Regions from separate parts of the Nothobranchius furzeri genome. Here region 1 is linked to region 2. The links are chromatin contacts, called in public Hi-C maps. All regions are on one chromosome and are shown on one strand. The core of a region is the stretch at or near the end of the contact, and the rest is flanking DNA. Distances in the headings are between cores, read along the strand shown.

Region 1 (4,483 bases), core at 293-2,792, 140 kb after region 2:
CCACTGTCACTACATGCTTGCTTAGTATAGGGATTGCTGTAAAGTCTCTGACACAACAAGTCAATTACCCAAAGCAATCTGCTGGGTTTCCTTACATCGGATACTTTTAACTAATTGGCATTATTAACTGAACTCAATTGGAAAGATTGATTTGGTGCTATATAAATAAACTGAATTGATTCGTTTTAATAGTGGCATCGGATATACCTATGTAGTAGAGCCGATTTAGAGACAGGCACATCTGCAGGCAGCCCGGTACCGCTCCAGAATTTTATTGAAACAAGCATTCCTGATAAACATCTGCCTACAAATCCTTTAAAACAATATTGTTTACTGATATTTATTTTTATTTACCAATTTTATATTTAAAATTTAGTAATTGTTTTATTTGTTTAACTTTGTTTTTTTTTTTTTTTAACACTGACCAGTGCATAAAAATACCTGTTACATTTATTGTTTGAAGACTGATTTCAGATCAGAAATGTTGTGCATACTTCATTGTTATTAGTGACATTTTAACATGTAAATACAGTGAAAAAAGTCGATAGACACCGACCATGAAAATCATCCCCCCCCCCCAAAAAAAAAAAAAAAATCGGCAGCTATATAAGGGTATCAGTTATAGAAAAACCCACATCGGCTGATCTCAGTTTACAAGAATGCTGGGGGGCATTGTGTTATCATAACAAAGTTATGGGAAAGACCACAGGAACATTATTAATAGTATTTTTTCCTAATATAATTAGGACTCATTAGCTTCTAGAGCTAATAGTAACAAGTGTCCCCTGACATGGATGAGCTGGTGTCAGCAACAATTCAGATGAAAATTCATAACAAAAAGGGTTCAAACATGTCAGATTTCGCTTTCGCAAACCAGATCAAACGCATCATTAACCAAGACACATCCATCCACAGTAAGTGGACCACGGGCGTTTAGATTACAGGAGCTAGAATAAATTATGATAAGTGTCGCTGACTCACAAACAGAAACTGAGCCTTGTTTGGAGTCGCTGCTAGCTGAATGGAGAAGTAAAGGCTGGGTTTGCCTGACAGAGCCGCAGGTCTCCGTGCAGACCCCTCACATCACAGCTTCTAACCGTCCAGCTTAGCAAGGAAGCTAACGGTAACCACAGCACGGAAACCGCGTTTCCTCCGAATGTCAGCCTCTAAAAACACATTTACTAAACGGGCAAGCACGCGAATAGTCATGAATGTGTCACAGGACTCTCTCCGGGTGGATATATTTCATTTTGCCCCCCTCTGGTTGCGCTTGTTTAGCCGATTGAGGCTCATCATGGCTGCACGGCCGAGAGCACCTATCTCCCACTCTTGCTTTAGCATCTCCACACTACCCCGCTTTCAACAAAAGTCAGGGCAAATTCAGTCTATCCTAACCCTATATACGGACTGGTGAGCACCCGACTACAGCAGGACAAACATTTAAATGCATTTTTTTTACCTTTGTCCAGGGCCAGACCCCAGTTACACCTCCAACATTGGCAAACACTAAAGAGAACTGGATGGACAAGGGAACGTACCATGTAATTAGCACGGAATAAAACACTTCACGCGTTAACTTTAATTACATTTATTACTAATTGTAAAATTTTTGTTTATCAAATACGTTTAATTTGATCCTATGGATTAAAAACTGAAATATACAATGATAATGATAGATTCATTAGAATTAATGAACCGGACACCCCCGCCATGACAGAAATGGTTCAGTCAAGGTTTGCTCCCTTGCTGCTCCAAGTTAACGTTTCAATAAAAATCACGTTATATCCGATTCTGGACTTCCAGAGACAACATTGTAGATGCTTAAGATGATTTCTTGCTTCGATTAACCTGATTTGAATGAAATTAAGTAATTAATAGACTTGTGGTGGAGATGTCAACATTTCTTCCCATTGAGTCACATATTTATTCCATTTATTTATTGCTAGTTTTCAATGTTTGTAATCTACACTATAAACACGAATAAAATAACTAAAATAACCTTAAAAGCACTGTTCGCGTGGATAAAATATAATATGTATGCAATCATATGACGCAAACTAAGTATTTTTGAACAAAACTAAACGAAACAGAACTTCAAGCAGCGCCATCTACAGCATGTCATTTATACTTTTTTTAAGTTTATTTTGTTTTAGGAAATCTAGAGAATAAAAAAACTTCGTTGCAGGAAAACCTAACATTTAACAAAACGTAAGTATGTATTTATTTTTCTAATTTTCTTGCAAACAAAAAACGTGTTACTGTGGGAAGATTTTGACAGGTTTCGAAACCAGTTTTTTAAAATTGTGTTACCATCAAATATCAAATCCTATCTTGAATGAAAACCTTAAAATCGTTATATTTTCTTTATACCTGTTTTATTTTTCCTCAGCATTGTTTTATAATTGTATATCTTTTTTGATAAAAAATATAAACTTGTTTTTGCATTGTGACACATATCAATAAAATATTACAGTTTAGATAAATATCAAGTGAAACCCAATATGTTATTTTACAAAAGCAGTAGTATTTATAACTGTGAATCCTATTTGTTAGTATCAGACGTTATGTAGAGGACGCTGAAAAGCTTAACAGCGTAACCGCCATATTGGATAGGTGAGGTCCCTCACTCTCCCATAAACACAAGGTGTTTTTATACATATCTGTGCACTCTCTATCCCCAGCTAGTCATAATAGAGTGAGCAACAATTTCAAAAACAGATCACGTGGGACTTTCTAGACTACCTTTTGTAATCAGAGATGGAGACCCATCCAAGATGGCAGCCATGTGTCTGTGGTCAATATTCACCAATAGATGGCGGTATTGGGCCGCTTTTTGAAGCATGTCTTAAACGAAAGGTTAATTTCATGCCTGTTGAATAACATGCTAATTGTACCAGTGGAAATTGTGCTTTTTAAAACTTGAGATTAAAATTCAATAACAATTACGTTCAAAACGTAAATATTCTGCTTTAATGCTGTATTAAAAATATCTGATCCAACATCTATAAACCAATGTATATTTTAGCCATTTTTATAGGTAAGAAAGGGTTTATAGAAATCAACTATTACATTTTTCAGCTGCAAATGTGCTTATTTTATGAAGAATTGTTATACTATGGCTTAATTTGATCTTTTTGAATACTTAAGTGAATGTGCATTATTAGAAATATTAGTTCTAATGTGTAAATCACCCAAACTTGTAAGGTTGATTTAATTTTTTTGGTTAGAGAATCTGTTTTTCTGCATATTTGTAGATAATTCGGGCAAATTTTTAACAAAAGCAACCGATTATATAATGTTTGGGTCTTTGTTCATTAGAAACATATTAATGTCAGAACAAGTGCAACATAACAAGTGATAGAAAATAAATGACAAATGCAACAAGATTAAATAAAAGTGAATTTATGCTTTTATTGTTGATTATGAAAATGAACAGGCACCTATTACATGGAGCTTGCACATCCCAGAACAAAAAAAAAAGTTTTTAAATATAAATAACCCGCCCTCATTAGTGTTTATCACTCTCACAACAACCTGCAAGCTAAGAATTCAAACCACATTAAAAAGGAAAACCACAAAAACTAAAATCTCAACGTGTTCACTCACAAATTAGTTTTAACTCCTCTGATCTTGTGCCCACTGCATGAAGGCCTTTTTGTCTCTGCTCACATGCTGTTGACTGCATTAACATCAATCAGGTTTTTTTCTGTACCAGCAAACTAACAGATGACTCAACTCATTAAGAAGAAGCAAAAACCATCGGATAAATAGTCGTCTTTAAGTTATGAATATAGTTTTTAAGATAGTTGTGGTAATCTCCTCTACATCATCACATTCACTCAGCTTCATAAAAAAGAAACAAAATTGTGCTAGATCTCAGAAAAAAATCGTTTTGGAAAAATTCAAGTATCTGACTGGATAAAAGTGTTTAGGAATGGAGTGATTAGTCTTTGGAGGTGATCTTTGTGATGTTAAAAAAGTTATGGGAAGATTTAAGGATGTCGATGAGAAAGGTAGGGTTTAAAACTACATGCACCCCCACTGTAAAATCAACCAATTCTTTTTACAGTGTACAATTCCTAATTTAACCAAAAAAAAAAAACACTAATGTTTATCATTCAGATGGAAACGGAAGTGCATCTCCTGCTGAGTTCGGTCATCATTCAGAAAAACTTCTACACATTAATAGACAAACTTTCAACATAACAGTCTCTTTTGGTGTAAATATAGCTAAATTCAGAATATTAAATAGGTAATTTTTAGAGGCGATCTCTTTATTGAAAAAAGTACCTGAGCCAAAACTGACTGGGGAAGAAGAAGAAAAAAATCACAATTTTTTCTGACTTTTACACACTTTCCTGTCACTCACTGCTGCTCTGGAGCTCATTCGAAGTTTTAAATTAAATAATACAAAATATTAATAATAATAATAATAATAATAAACACACTGACCCATCAAAAGAACCCCTTTTTCAAATTGTTG
Region 2 (4,867 bases), core at 898-3,397:
CCTTAGCACTAATCGGTGTAGGTACACCGGCTCACTTTAGTCCTATTAAGCTTAACGAAACAAATAACTATTTAAATAACTGCAACAAAATTAGGCTGACAAAGCTGTTTGTTTAATTAAAATTTAATGGGCATTTTAAATCATAAAAGATGCTAATTTTAAGCGCAGCCATGTTGGCCATTGCTGTACGTTCAATAAATGTAAATAAAACCGTAAATCATGTTAAGTTTTCCAACAATATTACAACTAAATTATTTTATAAGACTTGATGAACGTGTACGTTCTTTAAAAATCTCAAATTCGACTCTCTAATAGCAGGATGTGCTTAGATTTGAATTGGAAGTCAGACACTCACTTTGCGTCCGCCATGGCGACCACCGAGAAAGAGGAATTCCGTATTGCGCATGCGCTGGTTAAAGGATTAGGACGTCACAGGGTGTCTTCGTACTCGCCTGACTGGTTAAAACATTTTGGAATCATAATAATACATACATATTAGTAAATTATTGACGCGTTACAGAAATTTATATTACAAACATTTATGTAAAAAAAGTGCGATAAATGTCCTGATTCTAACCTTGGTAACTACATGTGGTCATCACATTATTTGACTGTAGAGGGCGCTGTTTCACTGTTGTTTAATCACTAGGCTTTTTTCCATCCATTTGAGGACCATTTATAAAATCTAATAAATGAATGACGACAGAAGTACGTGCTCTTGATGTGTTTAGATCTGAACGATTTTATTTAAAAAGGCAAATTAAAAGTTTATTTTAAATAATGAGTCATTTTATTGTTGTGATTTTAAAACCCAGCAGGCATGGGTCGGATATTGCAAGTATTTAGGATCGTTTGGGGAGTTTAATGTCGCTTTTCAGTTGAAGAACACGTGGAGCTCGTGCAAATAGGTTTACGTAGATTGCGCACCAAGCTCGTGCACTTGAGAATCTACGTTCATTCACGTTCAGTCAGTGAAACAGCGCCCCATTGAGTCGCTGAATTAAGTTTGTTTCAACTGTGAACAGATTTTAAACCTTTTTATTTTGCTTTATTTTATTTTATTTTATTATAAAATAAAATAAACGACCATTCTATCGTTTGCCTTTTTAAAATCACAGTGTTAGTTAAGTGCTAAGCCCTAAAGGGGAATTTGTTTAAAAATGGTTTCTGTTGCGTATTTTCTTTTGTGCACAACTTACAATATTACCTGGCGAGGAAAACGTACCATCTTTTGCACAAGCATACAATCTGCTGCACGAGCCTATATTGTGATCGTGATTATATGGTGCGTTGGGCACAAATCACACGTATATAGCCCAAGTATGCGCACCAGTACCAGAAACTGTTTCTCACGAGATTCCAAGTATTTTTTTATCCCCTCCTTTAGGGCTCAGTGTACATTAAATACACCTTTATTATTCACATCATTCGTGCAAAAAGTCATGCGGTGTTTGAACCGGCAGAGGACGCAAACGTCTAATTCTGAGAGATGGATTTTCAGCGCGGACACCACTGTTAAACAGGGACGCAATATGATGTAAAACACTTCAGCTCTGGAAAGCATTTCCAGCTGTTGACCACGTTCATTTGGGCTTAGATTATTTTTCACAATAACTTTATGAAAACTGTTTATTTACTCATGTTTTATTTATCTAAATTAGATGAAAACGTGTTTAATAATTTCAAAATGCAATTTCTTCAGACTATTAATAAGATCCTTGAGTTATTTTTCTGCATGTGATGACGAATTGTATCTTAGGCTCTGAATCCATCACTTGTAACCAGCAAGACAGAAGTTGTTCAGCATCAAAAATAATGATAAAATTAGAGGCCAAATATATATAATTTCAGAATACAATATATTAGCGCTAATTGCTTTGTCCATCTTCTATGTGCGCATAAATGGCTACCCAAAAAACTAAATAAAAGTCCAAATGAAAAGTAATGAAAAAAAACTTGACTTATTAGAATTTCTGGTTAAATGCAACGAGGGGGAAATTGAAGACATCAGCATTCAAACGATGGCGCTAATCTGTTTTCTTTCCAGTAGGGGAAACGGCACTGCAACAGATTAGTGTTAAAATATGTAGTTTACATCACCCATTGAGAGTGTATGGAGCTGGTACTTCATGCTGTCAGCGCACTCCGATTGGGTCGAGCGTTGGATGGGTGGACTAAATAAATAGCGCGTGAGATGCGACTGCAAGATGACATGAGTGGAGCAACAGCAGCAGAGCAACCCCAAACTCAACCGGACTCACTTTTCTCTCAACCTGGCTCTCTTGTTTGCGCTTTTCCAACACATTTTCTGCATATTTGCGCTCCCCGCGTCTGCGTTTTCCCCCTCACTGCTGCGAACAGGTTGGGAGACGGGAACACCCCTCCGCACCTCCCCTTCTTCGTGTCCGGCATTCTCTGTTTAAATTCACAGAAAGTTCCTGTCAAGATGATGATGATCATCGCGGAGTTCTTCGTGGTTATTTTAAAAGTGCTCTGGGCTTTTGTGACCGCCGGGGCCAAGTGGGTCGTGCGCCCTAAGGAGAAGAGCGTGGCTGGACAGGTGTGCGTGATCACCGGTGCTGGAAGCGGCCTTGGCCGGCTGTTCGCCAAGGAGTTCGCCCGGAGAAGAGCGACTCTGGTGCTGTGGGACATAAACAGCCAAAGCAACGAGGAAACGGCGGAGATGGTACGGCAGATTTACCACGAACTGGAAACCCCCGTCACCAAAGACGGTAAGATCGGCTTTACGCATGGTGCGCAAAAATGCCCCCCAAAAAATCAGTTTAATTTTTGTTATCGGAATAAATAATTTAATACAATTAAAAAATATTTCCATTCAATCCGCAGAACCTGTTGGGGGGGTCGAGGAGGTCCCCACCTTCCAGCCTCAGGTCTACACATATGTGTGTGACGTAGGGAAACGCGAGAGCGTCTATTCCACCGCGGAGAAGGTGCGCCGAGAGGTGGGAGAGGTAGACCTACTGATTAACAACGCAGGTGTGGTCTCGGGTCATCACCTGCTGGAGTGTCCCGACGAGCTGATCGAGCGCACCATGGTGGTCAACTGTCACGCACACTTCTGGGTGAGCTGGGGTCATCTAAGATCTGTAACTCTGCCAGGTTGTGTACACGTGAAAATCAGTTGAGTTATGACAAGTTCACAGGGAATCTTCCACATCCCTCTCAAGCTTGTGCGCGCGCGCGCGCCAAACTCAAGGATCAAAGTAGAAAATGAAAGTATGACCTAGAAATCTTATTTCATCGCATTCTGCCAAAGCCTTCATGAATCTGCCTTTTATTCCGTCTGGGATGATTCATGCGGTGTGGAAGCTCATCCCCATCCCTGTGTGATAGGAGCAGGGCTCTCAGGGTGCGGGTTGGATCAGCCTCAGATGATCAGATCAGCACATTTTGTTGGCAGGTACTGATTTAGATGCTGTATCAGATTTTCCTTTGGCTCCTTTTCCTCTGGTCTTCTTGTGCCAGCTTATCGCGAAAACCAGCTTTCGAGAGGGGGGGGGGGGGGGGGGGGCCTTCTAGATTGTTTTCTTTTCCTCTTCCTTGCAATCTAAAAATGTAATGTTTAATTTACTTAAAATGGTTGCTTAAATGTAGAGTATTTTACATCGTTGTGTTATAAGAATTAGGCATTTGAATGTTATTTTTTTGCAGTTTCATAGTTAATTTAATATTAATTGCGGATTAACTAGATATTAAATTTACAGTAACATGTTTTCATGTTTCTAATGCTCTTTTAAGATATAGGAACAGACAAATATATCTTTTTTATGCAAACATATGTTTGTTGTCGCAACAACAAACATATGTTTGCTCGCTCACAAAGCGCTTTGTTTTTGTTTATAACTTCCTCTCCTGTATTGTAATGATGCACTCTTTTATATTCAATTCCATTCAATTCTATTCAAGTTTATTTATATAGCACCAAATCACGACAAGAGTCGTCTCAGGGCACTTCACAAAGTAAACATTCCAATACAGGTCAGCTCATTAAGCCAAATGTCTCCTATATAAGGAACCCAGCTAATTGCAATCCTGCAGCAATCCTCATGCTAAGCAAGCATGCAGTGACAGTGGAGAGGAAAACTCCCTTTTAACAGGAAGAAACCTCCAGAGGATCCTGGTTCAGTATAAGCAGTCATCCTCCACGACTCACTGGGGATCGAGAAGACAGAGCAGACACACACACACACACACACACACACACACGCACGCACGCACGCACTCACACACACACACACACACACACACACACACACACACACACACACACACACACACACACAACATATACAGTATACCAAGTAGTGTTTCTATGGTTACATTGTGATTTCTTAGTAAATATTCTATTTGGTGAGAGATAAACTTTATTGTATTTATCCTAGTGGATCTATAATTAAACGGATAAACTAGTAGTAGCACATCCAACGTCAAGGAAAGCAAAAAGTTATCAGGAGAGGGAGAATGTTTAAGTGGTTAGCAGCAGTGTGCTAGACGATGGCCCCCTCCATGAGGCCACCACAGCTCAGCAGAACATCGTTGTAGCTTCTTCTGGGGAGAAAAACACTTACAGAGAAAATACAGTTAACAGCTGAAATTGTAGGAAATAATACAGTTAAAGAGCAGATTGTAGAAGAAAGTAGTAGAGTGTGAAAAGTGGTCAGTGTATCCTCCAGCAGTCTAAGCCTATAGCAGCATAACTACAGAGATAACTCTGGATAACCTAGCCTTTTAGATGGAGGCATGTTGGAGGCAGGGCAAGGAGAACCGTCTTTACCGACTGTACACTCCACCTCCCTCTACTCCCCCACTTAACCAGATCTAGGCTAACATCAGATTTTATATAGTG

Evidence for each region. Hi-C and Micro-C count contacts between places; a contact is called where the count stands out from the background.
Region 1: a contact with region 2 is called in a Hi-C map of skeletal muscle, with 5 times the contacts expected there. The contact joins the promoter of stau2 here to the promoter of rdh10a in region 2. A contact is called at or near these places in 2 of 2 Hi-C or Micro-C datasets (skeletal muscle and tail fin).

What each region holds. Positions count from the first base shown.
Region 1 is chr7:53,044,112-53,048,594 of NfurGRZ-RIMD1, forward strand. It overlaps stau2 (staufen double-stranded RNA binding protein 2), which reads right to left and starts at 1,543. Exons shown (of 15, transcript XM_070553205.1): 1 at 1,460-1,543.
Region 2 is chr7:52,903,629-52,908,495 of NfurGRZ-RIMD1, forward strand. It overlaps rdh10a (retinol dehydrogenase 10a), which reads left to right and starts at 2,148. Exons shown (of 6, transcript XM_015955277.3): 1 at 2,148-2,732; 2 at 2,848-3,083. The coding sequence starts at 2,195. It overlaps rpl7 (ribosomal protein L7), which reads right to left and starts at 448. Exons shown (of 7, transcript XM_015955281.3): 1 at 356-448. The coding sequence starts at 369.